Regions from separate parts of the Mus musculus genome. Here all the other regions are linked to region 2. Evidence: chromatin contacts called from public HiChIP or PLAC-seq and promoter capture Hi-C data. All regions are on one chromosome and are shown on one strand. Each heading gives the region's core, a stretch centred on a gene start, on an enhancer-like site or on the middle of the called end of the contact. The rest is flanking DNA. Distances are from core to core; before and after follow the strand shown.

The links. Promoter capture Hi-C pulls out the DNA fragments that hold promoters and counts their contacts. HiChIP or PLAC-seq counts read pairs in DNA pulled down with a chosen protein or histone mark.
Region 1: a contact with region 2 is called in a promoter capture Hi-C map of embryonic stem cells, with 17 read pairs. The contact joins the promoter of Dlx3 here to the promoter of Col1a1 in region 2. A contact is called at or near these places in 4 of 39 promoter capture datasets (embryonic stem cells and stem cell-derived epiblast-like cells), 3 of 484 Hi-C or Micro-C datasets (embryonic stem cells and pre-B cells), 1 of 115 datasets of contacts at active chromatin or transcription factors (pancreatic cancer cells) and 3 of 9 other capture datasets (adipose tissue, liver and pancreatic islet).
Region 3: a promoter capture Hi-C map of embryonic stem cells shows a contact between it and region 2. The contact joins the promoter of Dlx4os here to the promoter of Col1a1 in region 2. A contact is called at or near these places in 1 of 39 promoter capture datasets (embryonic stem cells), 1 of 115 datasets of contacts at active chromatin or transcription factors (pancreatic cancer cells) and 3 of 9 other capture datasets (adipose tissue, embryonic stem cells and pancreatic islet).
Region 4: an H3K27ac HiChIP or PLAC-seq map of microglia shows a contact between it and region 2, with 3 times the contacts expected there. The contact joins the enhancer-like site here to the promoter of Col1a1 in region 2. A contact is called at or near these places in 19 of 39 promoter capture datasets (the C10 cell line, the HPC-7 cell line, HPC-7-derived erythroid cells and 11 more), 3 of 115 datasets of contacts at active chromatin or transcription factors (embryonic forebrain, forebrain and microglia) and 3 of 9 other capture datasets (embryonic stem cells, liver and pancreatic islet).

What each region holds. Positions count from the first base shown.
Region 1 is chr11:95,118,762-95,121,461 of GRCm38.p6, reverse strand. It overlaps Dlx3 (distal-less homeobox 3), which reads right to left and starts at 1,345. Exons shown (of 3, transcript NM_010055.4): 1 at 816-1,345. The coding sequence starts at 1,140.
Region 2 is chr11:94,934,935-94,937,634 of GRCm38.p6, reverse strand. Col1a1 (collagen, type I, alpha 1) reads right to left here and starts at 1,411. Exons shown (of 51, transcript NM_007742.4): 1 at 1,191-1,411. The coding sequence starts at 1,266.
Region 3 is chr11:95,143,748-95,146,447 of GRCm38.p6, reverse strand. Dlx4os (distal-less homeobox 4, opposite strand) reads right to left here and starts at 1,395. Exons shown (of 3, transcript NR_040279.1): 1 at 1,174-1,395. Dlx4 (distal-less homeobox 4) reads left to right here and starts at 647. Exons shown (of 3, transcript NM_007867.4): 1 at 647-1,252. The coding sequence starts at 967.
Region 4 is chr11:94,751,768-94,754,467 of GRCm38.p6, reverse strand. No RefSeq gene overlaps it. Among named protein-coding and RNA genes, the nearest start is that of Gm11545, 8.1 kb to the left of the region's middle. Within about 2 kb of position 1,302, at least 37 of the 459 cell types and tissues checked have an H3K27ac peak or open chromatin away from gene starts, as enhancers often do. A contact at or near this core is called in the HPC-7 cell line, hematopoietic stem and progenitor cells, microglia and 1 more, where this site is marked.

The sequences.
Region 1 (2,700 bases), core at 96-2,595, 180 kb before region 2:
GGCGAGGACCGCGCGGCTCGCTCACGACGCCTTCCCGGCTCAGCCACTCTTCTCTGGTGACCCACCTAGCCGCGGTGGCGTCTCCCACTTCTTGTCCCCCCTCCTCCCCATCTCCTTTTAATACGCTTTCTAGTTCAGGATCATTTGTTTCAGGAAAAAATTTGCAAGGACAGTACAAGCGTTTTCTCTGTCTCTTTTCCCTTTCTCTCTGTTTTCTTTTTCTTCCTTCCCTCTTCTTTCCTCCTTTTTCTTTCTTTCCTCCCCGCCCTTTCTTCATTTCCTCTGTTGCTTTCTGCTGTGCGCTTTATCTTACCGCCCCCCCCACATTTCTTTCTCGCCGTCCCCACTTCTCTCTCCGCATCTCTACTTCCCAGTCTCTCCTCCATTTCTGGGACTTCTTTGGGTCTTTCTCCACAAGCCTTTCACTACTCCGGGTTTCCCCTGACGGCATCCAAAAGAAGGGCCCTGGAACCTCCAGTCCTCGCTGACTCCCCTCCAGCTCTCGGCGACCGTCTTTCGTCTCCGGCTCAAGTGCCAGCGGGATGGCAGCATTGAAGGCCCCCATGATCACTCAGAAGGAGCTCCCGGTGGCTCCAGCTGCCCTGGAATCTCCAAGAGACCGCGGCGCACAGTGCGCGCCTCTTCGGAGTGTCGTTCACCCCTCTGGAGGTCATCTAACCCGGTCTCCTCTAATCTCCAACGCTTCCATTTCTTAACCTCGAGTTTCCCTAGATTTCAGCTCCTATTCCCAGACTTCCTCTTGCTTGGGAACCTTAGAGTCCCTCGCACCCTCTCCACAACCCGGGCATCCTCACCTGGGTCCTGGGCAGGCAAAGGCTGCTCCCGGTACGCTCCGTACTGCCTATAGGATCCCCCGTAGGTATATTCCGACTTGGGCGAGTAAGCGCCGGTGCCTGCGAGCCCATTGAGATTGAACTGGTGGTGGTAGGTGTAGGGGTTCACCGTCTGGCCGTAGGGCTGGCCCGAGTAGTAGTCATGCTGAGGAGCGCTGTAATAGCCCAGGTCAGTGACTGTAGATTCGGGCAGGGTGGGCGAGTCCTTGGAGCCCGCATGGCAGCTGAGCGAGCTGGAGATGTCGGTGAGGATGCTGCTGAGCTTGCGATCGAAGGAGCCGCTCATGCTGGCGAGCGCCGCAACACCCCGGGCCTCCTCCGAGGAGCGCCGAACGGGCGGAGGAGCCCAGGTGGGGGTGTGTGTCCAGAGGGCGAGGGCAGGACGCGGTCGCGTCTGGGGGAGGGGGTGGCCGAGGGGCGCTTAGACCATCGCCGGCTGTCGGTCAGTCGCTGCGTGCCTCTCTCCGCGTCCCAAGCCACAGTCAAATGCTGCCAGCTCCGCCCGGCCAGCCGGTTATAGACTCAATGTTGGAGTCGCCGAGGGAGGCTCCTGCGCGCTGATTGGCTGCAAGTCTTGCCTTCGAGGCAAAACACGCTCGCGCTTTCTCACTGGCTCCCCCAACCCTCTCAACCCTCTTTGTTGTTACCCCTAATACACACACACACACACACACACACACACACACACACACACACACTCCCCCCAGCGCCACTGTGTTCCTCCTATGCTCTACCTCCGATAAATCCCCCAAATGTGCGGAGGGGTTGGCTGTGCGGAGCCCCCAGGATCTACTAATCGGTCTGTTTTAGTGGCCAGGGGTGGGCTTAGGTGAGATGAGGAAGGAGGGGAATTTACCCATTGGGTGTTTGTGGAAGGAGGTGGTCCTTAATGATGTATGTGTGGTCTATGCAAATGACAGACAGAAAGTGGCAAAGACCCAGGGTCCATGAAAATATTTTGATCACTTTTAAAATTGGAAAAAAAGGTTGGACTATATAAATATATTATATTTTTGTTTTGTTTTGTTTTGTTTTTTGTTGTTTTTTTTCGAGACAGGGTTTCTCCGTATGGCCCTGGCTTAATATGTTATCTTAATGACACTGCAGATGTGAAATATAAAATTTTAAATTCTGAAGGAAGAGTCTCACCAAGCAAGAACACCTTGGGCCTGCAAGTCCCTACTGGAGCAAGGCTGTATGGATTTAGGGGCTGCTTTAGAAGACAGAGGTACCCCCAGCTATATGTGTGCCCTTTCATGAATGGAAGAGCCACGAGGCAGTCAGTCCCTATGAGGCTGGCTTTCTGTGTTCTTCAGGAAGTCTGGAGGCAGGGTCCACTCAGTCTGGGACAGCTCTTAGGAGCACAGACTTTGTTAGGGGTGAAAGATCTATGTTACATCTTCCGCAAAATACACAAAATACAGTGTGTGCAAGAGTGCCCGTGAGAACCTGTGTGCATGAGAGTGTGTCTCTGTATGTAGTGTGAGGCAGTGGAAGTGTAGGGTCCTGAATGACCGACCTGTGAGCTGGGTATGCCCAAATGTGCATAGATACATGCTCAGATCCATCTATCTCCAATAGACAGGAGCCATGTACTTCACTCAATTTCTTCTGTCCATGGAGGCCCCAATGAAGATGTTTCTCACCTTGGAGCAATCTCCAACCCCCCTAGTCTTGTCTGGCTCTCAAAGTCCAGTTCCCGGGTAATATTTACTGTTCTGGGTGCCAATCTCATTTCTCTATTGCATCTCCACTTCTGCTCCCAAACCTATCCTTGGAGGAAGGAGGCTTCTCCCAATTTTAATTCTTATTTCCCCCTCCATCCCCAGGCCTTCCCTACACACCT
Region 2 (2,700 bases), core at 162-2,661:
TTTCTTCCAAACAACTTCAGCCCACGCGCGCGGGAACCAAATGAAATAAAAAAGCCTGCTGAAGGAGAGTAGGAGGGCTCCTACGCAGTAGGTGGGGGCTCGTGGGACGTGGTTTGCGCGGAGACAGGAGGCGGGGGTGGGAGGAGAGAAGGGGAAATTCAGCCCTGGTCCCACCTCCTTTCCCGGGGCAGGTGGGGCGGAATGGGCGGGGCTACAATGTGGAGGGGCTGATTTCAGTGGAGCCCTGTCCAGTGTAGTAAAATGTATCCCTAAAGTTAGATACATCCCAATTTCCAGCTCCCAGGAATCTTGAAAACTTGCTAACTAGACAAGCCGGGTCCTTCAAAGCCAGTAGTGCTTTGGAATCTCCTTAGCCAAAGAAGTCAAGTCTACAAATAGTAATGATGAGTTAACCACGCCCACCGCTCCAGGACCTGATCAAGGCAACCACTAGGTGGCGGGCAAAACTAAGCAATGCAGGGGCGGACCGACTTTTACTCGGCCTGGGTCACTTCTTTCAAAGACCAGAGCTACCCCATCCATCCCTGCTTTTATTTTCCTAGTCTGGAGATGAGGGTCCGCAATAACCCAGGTTTTCCTTCTCAGCCTGTGCGCTGTAAAGTGCTGTACCAGGACTCGTAGTGCTCTCGGCTGGCCAGCAGGAGGCACAGGGACCGCGCCCAGTCAAGTCCTAGCCAAACTTTCTCATCCAGCAACCCGCCCTCTCCGTGCGTCCCCTCCCCCCCCCCCGAGAGCCCAGCACCCCGGAGGCCCCAGCAACACTGTCTAGCCTGCAGAGAGGGCAAACAATCTTTCCTTATGAATCATCCCGCAGCCTTTTTGATAGCTTTTACATCTTGAGCTCCGAATCTCTATTCCAGAGGCCTTATTTCATTTTCGACGTACTCTGCCCCAACCCGTGTCCAGATTCCCACTTTTCCTGTTGTGCTACAGATGGGTGCTTGAAATTTCTTCCTGGGCCATCTCATGCAAGGCTCCACTTCTGAGAACTGCTCCCCCTCATCTGCTCAACAGGGTGACCTCTCTCATCCCGTTTCCTCTCCATCACCGTCCCATCCCTGCCTCTGGAGCAGCCCTGCACCTCCATTTAAGTCTTATCTGCTAGGACCCCTCTATACAGAACGCAATACCAAGAAGCTGTAGTAAACTCCCCAGAGTTTGGAACTTACTGTCTTCTTGGCCATGCGTCAGGAGGGCAGTGGCCCCTAAGAGGAGCAGGAGCCGGAGGTCCACAAAGCTGAACATGTCTAGACCCTAGACATGTAGACTCTTTGCGGCTGGGGTGGGGGGTTAGCTTCGGCTCATGCGTGGCCTCACTCCGCGTGCCTCCTGCTCCGTCCCGAGGAGAAACTCCCGTCTGCTCCGACGACTGGCCTGGGCCCCTTTTATACCATCTTGATGGAGAGCTGGGAGGAACCCTGCCTCTCGGAGAGGGGGAGCCAGCAGCCCGGCCCCCAGCCAATCAGAACTGCCTGGCCCGGCCCCCAATTTGGAACGAAGAGGGGGGAGGAGGGAAAGGAAGGGAAAGGAGTCCACCCAGCGCCCCCCCTCCCGCAACTCTGCCGCCCTTGCCCCCCAGATCTACATGGGCCAGAGGTGCTGTCACTGGAGTGTGGCTGGGCCCTCAGTATACTGAGTGTGGGTAGAGAATACCCCTTGTACTTTCTTTCTGGGACTTCAAATCAGAAGGATGTAGAACTGAGAATCTGAGTTGGGAAACACTACAAAGGGATCAGTGTCAGGAATAATTGGGAAAAGGTCCTCCTGGCCATGCCTAGTAATCTTTCAGGCATCCTGGGGAAGAACTAAGGAATAAGTTAGATTAATCTGATTAGAACCTATCAGCTAAGCAGATGTGCCTGTTGGAGGGAGGGGATCACCTCATGGTGTGGACCCAGGAATGGAGGGTAGGAATATTTGTGAACAGTTATACATCTCTTCACAGATACTAAGAGTCAGATATGTGGTGGTTTGAAAGGAAGGGGGTGCCTATCTGTTCTGCCATGCCAGACACACCTTTCTAATAAATAACAGCTCTGAGGCTGAGGCTTGGGGAGACCTTTGACATCCTTGTCCTTCCAGAAGAATGCTTATGCATTAAGTGATGAGCAGCAGTGTGGGCAGGGGGCTTTCTGGGTCCTCAAAGCTGGGGCCTGGGGCATGTTGTATAAATTCTTCTCTGACCTCCTCCATCCCAGCACTGGGATGTGAGTTTGTTGCAGGAAGCCTGTGACCAGGGATGTTTTAGAAAAAGGTCTTGTGTCAGCTGTGGCCACAGCCAGAGATTTGTTAGAGGCCCTCTTATGTAGCAATATCAATGCAGAATGAACAGGTAGAAGGTACTTGGCCATAGAGGGGTGTTCTCAAAGCTACAGAGAGCCCTCTTTTCTAATTGTACTTGGATGTGGTCTGGGGACACCTAGGTGAACTCAGTGTGTGGCAGAAACTTGTGTTTGGTAGCTGAGGGACTTTATTTAATGGTTTCTTCCCATGTCCTCACTTCTTTGCTGAAAATCTTGGCCATTGCTCCCCACCTCTGCCGTCAGGAAAGGGTCATCTGTAGTCCCCCAAGAACAGCAGCTTATATTTAAAGTTGTCGCTAAAAGACAGTGTCCGTTCTTCCCCGGTGCTCCCTGCACCCTGCAAAGGTGCTCTGTCCAATCTGCTTAGGAACTTCAT
Region 3 (2,700 bases), core at 146-2,645, 210 kb before region 2:
TCATCCCCACTCCCAGATTTTGCCCCAGTTCCTGGGAGGCTACATTTTGCAGAGTGCCAGAAAAGGCGGGGCTCGGTACAGGCGAATCCCAGACAGCAGATTCCCTCCAGCAGCCTCAAGGGCCTGCAGGAGCTGTGGTGTCGCAACTAAACCGGGGCCCCTGCCGGAAGCGGAAGCTTGCATTGGGGGTGGTGAGGCGCAGTGGCGGCGGTCGCGGCGTGCCAGGCTCTGGGCGCTCGGCGGGGGCGTGCGCGCCACGCGCGTGCGGGGCAGGCTGGGCGCCAGGCGGCACCCTCCAGGCCCCAGCGTCTGTTTACCAACAAACTGCCATCGCTCTGCAGCTACGCATTCCGACGCGCTGAATAAGCGGCCGGCGCTGGCTAGCTGCTTTTTCCACTCCCTCGCAGAGCCCTGGCAGCGTGGGGCCATGCAGACCCGCGCGACGCGCACACAGGTTCTGAGTCTCCAAAGCGTCTCTAGTTACCGCGCAGCTTCCCTCGTCCCCTAGCCATCCCAGGCCCAATTTCCTAGCACCTTGAACATCGTTACTGAGACTTCCTGACTCTACCGATTCCCCAGGAACTCGGAGTTGATGCAGGGATGTGGGGTCCGGAGCTCGCATCCCTCCCGTTTCCCGGTGCACGCTAACACGAGGGGTGGGGGGCGGGCTCAGCTTGAGGTCACCAAGGAATAGCCAATCCGGGGTGTCTAAGTGGGCGGGGGACCCCTGGGGTCCCGGGAACCGAACCCAGAGGAAAAGATGGGGAAGGGTAAAACCACGGGGTACCCCAAAAAACCCTTTCCCGGGTGCGAGTTCTCTGCCGGAAGAGGCTCAGAGAGACATTTTTCCAGGCATCTGAAGTGTAAGAGTGGCTTGCTGGAGCTGGAGACTTTGAAAGGAGCTGGCAGAAAGAGTAGACAGCGTGCGGGCCATGACCTAGGCCCTGTGGCCCGGCACCGGCCGCAATGACCTCTTTACCCTGTCCCCTTCCTGACCGTGGTGCCTCCAACGTTGTCTTCCCGGACCTCGCCCCCGCCCTGTCGGTAGTGGCTGCTTACCCGCTCGGACTATCCCCGGGAACCGCAGCTTCTCCCGATTTGTCCTACTCCCAGTCCTACGGCCACCCCCGGTCCTATTCCCACCCTGGGCCGGCAACCCCAGGAGACTCCTACCTGCCCCGCCAGCAACAATTGGTGGCGCCATCTCAGCCCTTTCACAGGCCGGCTGAACACCCGCAGGAGCTCGAAGCAGGTAAGTGTGACCGCGGCGGCTCTCCTCACCTCTGGGGTCTGGGTTGTCTTTGCATAAATTTCGCGTTCTTCTGCTTGCGCGCAACTAGAGGGATTCAAACGCTTCTCTCTCCGATACCCAGGAATCTGCGGTAGGGGGAGGGCGAAGGATGGGGGAGGAGCGGAGGCAAGTTGATCTAGGTCTCCTTTTTAAATTCGACCTGGTTTCGATTTGCAGTTTTGAAAAGCCAGGCGGGAGGGCTCCCTACCCCACCCCCTGGAGCAGTGGAGCTGTGTGAGTACCTGTGTAACGGAAATTTGCCCTAATCCAGATGGAGAGGTGGAGATCTAACCCCTTCCCTGTGATTCTCCTCATCCTTCACTCCGTTCCGACATCATCCCTTTTGAGTTCTGGTCTCAGAAACCAGTATATAAATCAAACACTACTAAACAGAAATCAGTTTCCAGTTGGAGATAGGTAGACAACTAGGCTGGGTTCCTTCTCCTTTCCTGGGCCCCACCCCCTTTTCCTGGAGGTGCCTATACCCTGCAGGATCTGGGTATAAGACCCCCACCAACTGTTGCTCAAATAATAAACTTACAGGCTGGTCTACCAGTCTCCAGCTCTTTCCCTGGCCTCCTCTGCCTTGTGCCTAAGACATCTTTACCATCTCCACCTTTAACTTTGGGATACATTAGACCCAGCTTCGGTTGCCTGCAGCAAATCTGAGCTCCACTGGAAGGCTTCGGTGAAGACAGGGGAGCAGCTGGCCTTCCTAGCTCCGACCTATGCACAGCCCAACTGACAGACCCTGGCTGGCAGTACGAGGATGCTCTCCATAGACCCACTGACTCCTTGAACATCAAAATGGTCCAATTGTTCTTGGCATAGTCCTCGAAGATGCGCAAGTCTGTGATGTGACTTCACATAATCAGCCCCAAACCAAGATGTTTCTCTCCTTTTCCCTGGTCATTCTGGCATAAATTCATGACACATACACCCCCAACCAAAACCACATTAGAATAGAGGCTCACATTCCTTGTTCTATGGTTGGAGAAACTGAGATAGAAGGAATGCATATAGATAGATCCAGGACACAACTTTTTTTTCCAGGCTCCTGGACCAGGGCAAGTTCACTTTCCTCAATGGACGGAGCCAGGAAAGGGGACTTTAGGAACTTCTCAGGACCCCAGAAAGTTAACAGCTTTCTGGAGCAGAGTGGGGGTGGGCCTGCTAGGTTGCTGGGTCTCCTTGGAGGAGGGACAGTCCGTCTGAGTGGCAGAGTTTTGCATACAGATCTACAAAGGAACCGCTTGGACTCTTCTTTTTAGATATACTAATATACACTGGGGAAGTAAAGGCAAGGGGGGTCCTGAGTTTGAGGACAAGTCGGGCAACCTGCTATCCGTCCTGTGTGTGCACATGAGGACAGACAGTGTGCATTTTGGGACTGGAGAGGAAGAACCTGT
Region 4 (2,700 bases), core at 53-2,552, 180 kb after region 2:
ATGCTAAACCATCTCTCTGGCCCAAACTTTATCTTTTGTGTGCTTCAGCATTGCTTGAGGGTTTTTCCTTTCCCCCAACTTGATGCAAGTAGGACACCTCTGCCTGTGGAGAACAAGTCTTAAGATGAGGTCTCTCCCTTCCCGGCTCAGTCTTGCTTTTTTCCTCAACTTTAAGTGTCTCTGGCCAGAGCCTGCCTCAGGGGATTTCATCTTTCCCTGAGCTTGGACTCACTCCCCATCACTGGACCTACCTAGAGGGCTTTTCTCCATCATCCAGGCTCCAGTTTCCCCCTGTCTGAGACCTCTTTGATGCTGCAGAGAGAGGAGCCCCATCCCATTCTAAAATTGCCTTGCTTTGTGTTGTCCTGTGTGTTCATGCACTGTGTCCACTCTGCACCCAAGCTCCCTCGAAGGAGGGACCTGACACTGTCACAAGGAAGTTCAGAGTTGGGACTAGGTATGCCCAGTCCATGGTGGGTATCATACCTTGGTGATTGTCTTCTTGTGGACCACAGCAGCAGAGGGCAGCTCAGAAAAGAAGCCAGACTTGTTTTGTGGGGGAAATGGCTCTGGAGACACCTGTTACCATCTGTAATTTTGGTCCTCAGGTGAGAGGAGGGGATTGGTGGAAACAACATGGAAATAAAAGAAAGGTGGGACCCCACCCTTTATTAGAAGCAGACGGTCATGGATCAGAACATGAAGGGCAGCAGGTTCCCTGCAGGGGGCGAGACAGAGTGGATTAGTGCAAGAAGCTTGAGGGTTTCTTAGGGAAGAAAAGAAAGGGGACTTTTGTGGTAGAGAAGTATCATCCTCAGATCAGTTTCCTGCAGTCTCAGGGTTGTAAAATGCTAGAGAAGGTCTTTATCTAGTGTTGACTTTCTTCTCAGAAGCCCCTCCCCCCTTCATTGCCCCAGCTCTTATCACTGTTGATATTCTTGTCAGACAGGTGCTCAGATCCTTCCTCCTGCTGAGTCAGGAGTTTCTCGCTAGCCTGAGGCTCTATTAGGTCATTTCCCTTTCACTGCATGTGAACTTTCTTCATATTCTTCCTTCCTCCTTCCTTTCCTTAGTCAGTTCTCAGTGAGACCCTCCAAAAATACCAGACACTGTAGGGGAGCGGTGGCAGTTGGAGGGTAGGAAGTACCTCAGGCAGACATCATTCCTGTCCCCAAGAGAGACACACACAACCCAACATGGAGTGGGCTTCTAGTGCATGCTGAGTACTGAGACACAAAACCAAAAGAAGTGACCCTTGAGAGCTCCCCCAGGAGGGGGTGGGGCTGAGACTGCTTAGGGAAGGAGGCCAGGTCTGTTCTCTTTGAGGAAGTAACATTAAGCTAATTGTAGAAGAGAAGTAGAATGTCACATGCAAAGAGCAAGGGTCCCTGGGCAGTGTTTGCAAAGACCTGGAGGAGACTGGCCTCTGAACTCCAGAATCCTTATCAAAGGGAGTTCTTTCTCAGTTCTGAGCACCAGAGGTGTGACATGAAGATATTGGGCCAGGTTGCTCCTTTCAGAGGCTCTGGGAGTGGTGGCCAGCAATCCTTGGTGTCCCTGAACTGGGAACTGTTCTCAAACCTCTACCCTAGACTTTGCAAAATCTGTCTGATAAGGACATTCTTGCGGGGCGGTGGCAGCACACGCCTTTAATTCCAGCACTCAAGAGAGGCAGAGGCAGGAGGATTTTTGAGTTCGAGGCCAGCCTGGTCTACAGAGTGAGTTCCAGGACAGCCAGGGCTACACAGAGAAACCCTGTCTCGAAAAACCAAAAAAAAAAAAAAAAAAAGGACAGTCTTTCTGCACTGAGGACTCAACCCCAACCAGATCCTTACAGTAATTACTTAGTACTAGGACTGTGTTGTGTGGCAATTTCCTTCAAGTTAAACCTTAGCTTGGAAGCTCTTTAAGATAGAGAAATTTCTATGGAGAGAAGTAAACAACTGAAACAGACAAGATTCTTTGGTCTCTTCCTCCTTAAGCATACATAAATAGGACAACTGAAAGTTGCTTTCAGACAGCAAAGTTACCTAAAGAGGCTTAGTCTAGCAGCTGAGCTCTCTAACAGAGACACTCTAACCAGTTGAGCTGTACACATGATGTGCACTGGGCTACAGGTTTCTGGGCTCTGTAAGCTGTTACAATGTTGGGGTGGACTTTTGGTAATGCAGCTGTCTTTGAGACATTTCTCCTCCTATAAATCATCTCTCACCCATACCTCTGTAAGTAACCACAATAAAACTGACTGGCTCACCAAGTTGGTCTTTGATGGTGTCCTTATTTTGAGTCTCTGTCTGAGAAAAGTAGAAGTTTGTTCATGTATCCCCAAGAACAGTGTCACATAACCAATAACTTATCAGAAATAAGGTCTCATCCTCAGTTTCCAGGGAGCAATTTAGGGAGCTAAAGAAGTAAGAAAATGAGGCTGGAGAGATGGCTCAGTGGTTAAGAGCACTGATTGCTCTTCTAGAAGTCCTGAGTTCAATTTCAAGCAAACACATGGTGGTTCACAGCTATCTGTAATGAGATCCAATGCTCTCTATTGGTGTGTCTGAGACAGTGGCAACGTACTCCTGTAGATACAATAAATAAATAGTTGTGAAGAAGTAGAAGAGGGGGAGGTGATGCAGAGGAGGAGGAGGTGGAAGAGGCAGAGAGAGGACAAACACCCAGATATTCCTGAACAGGAAAAAAAAAAAA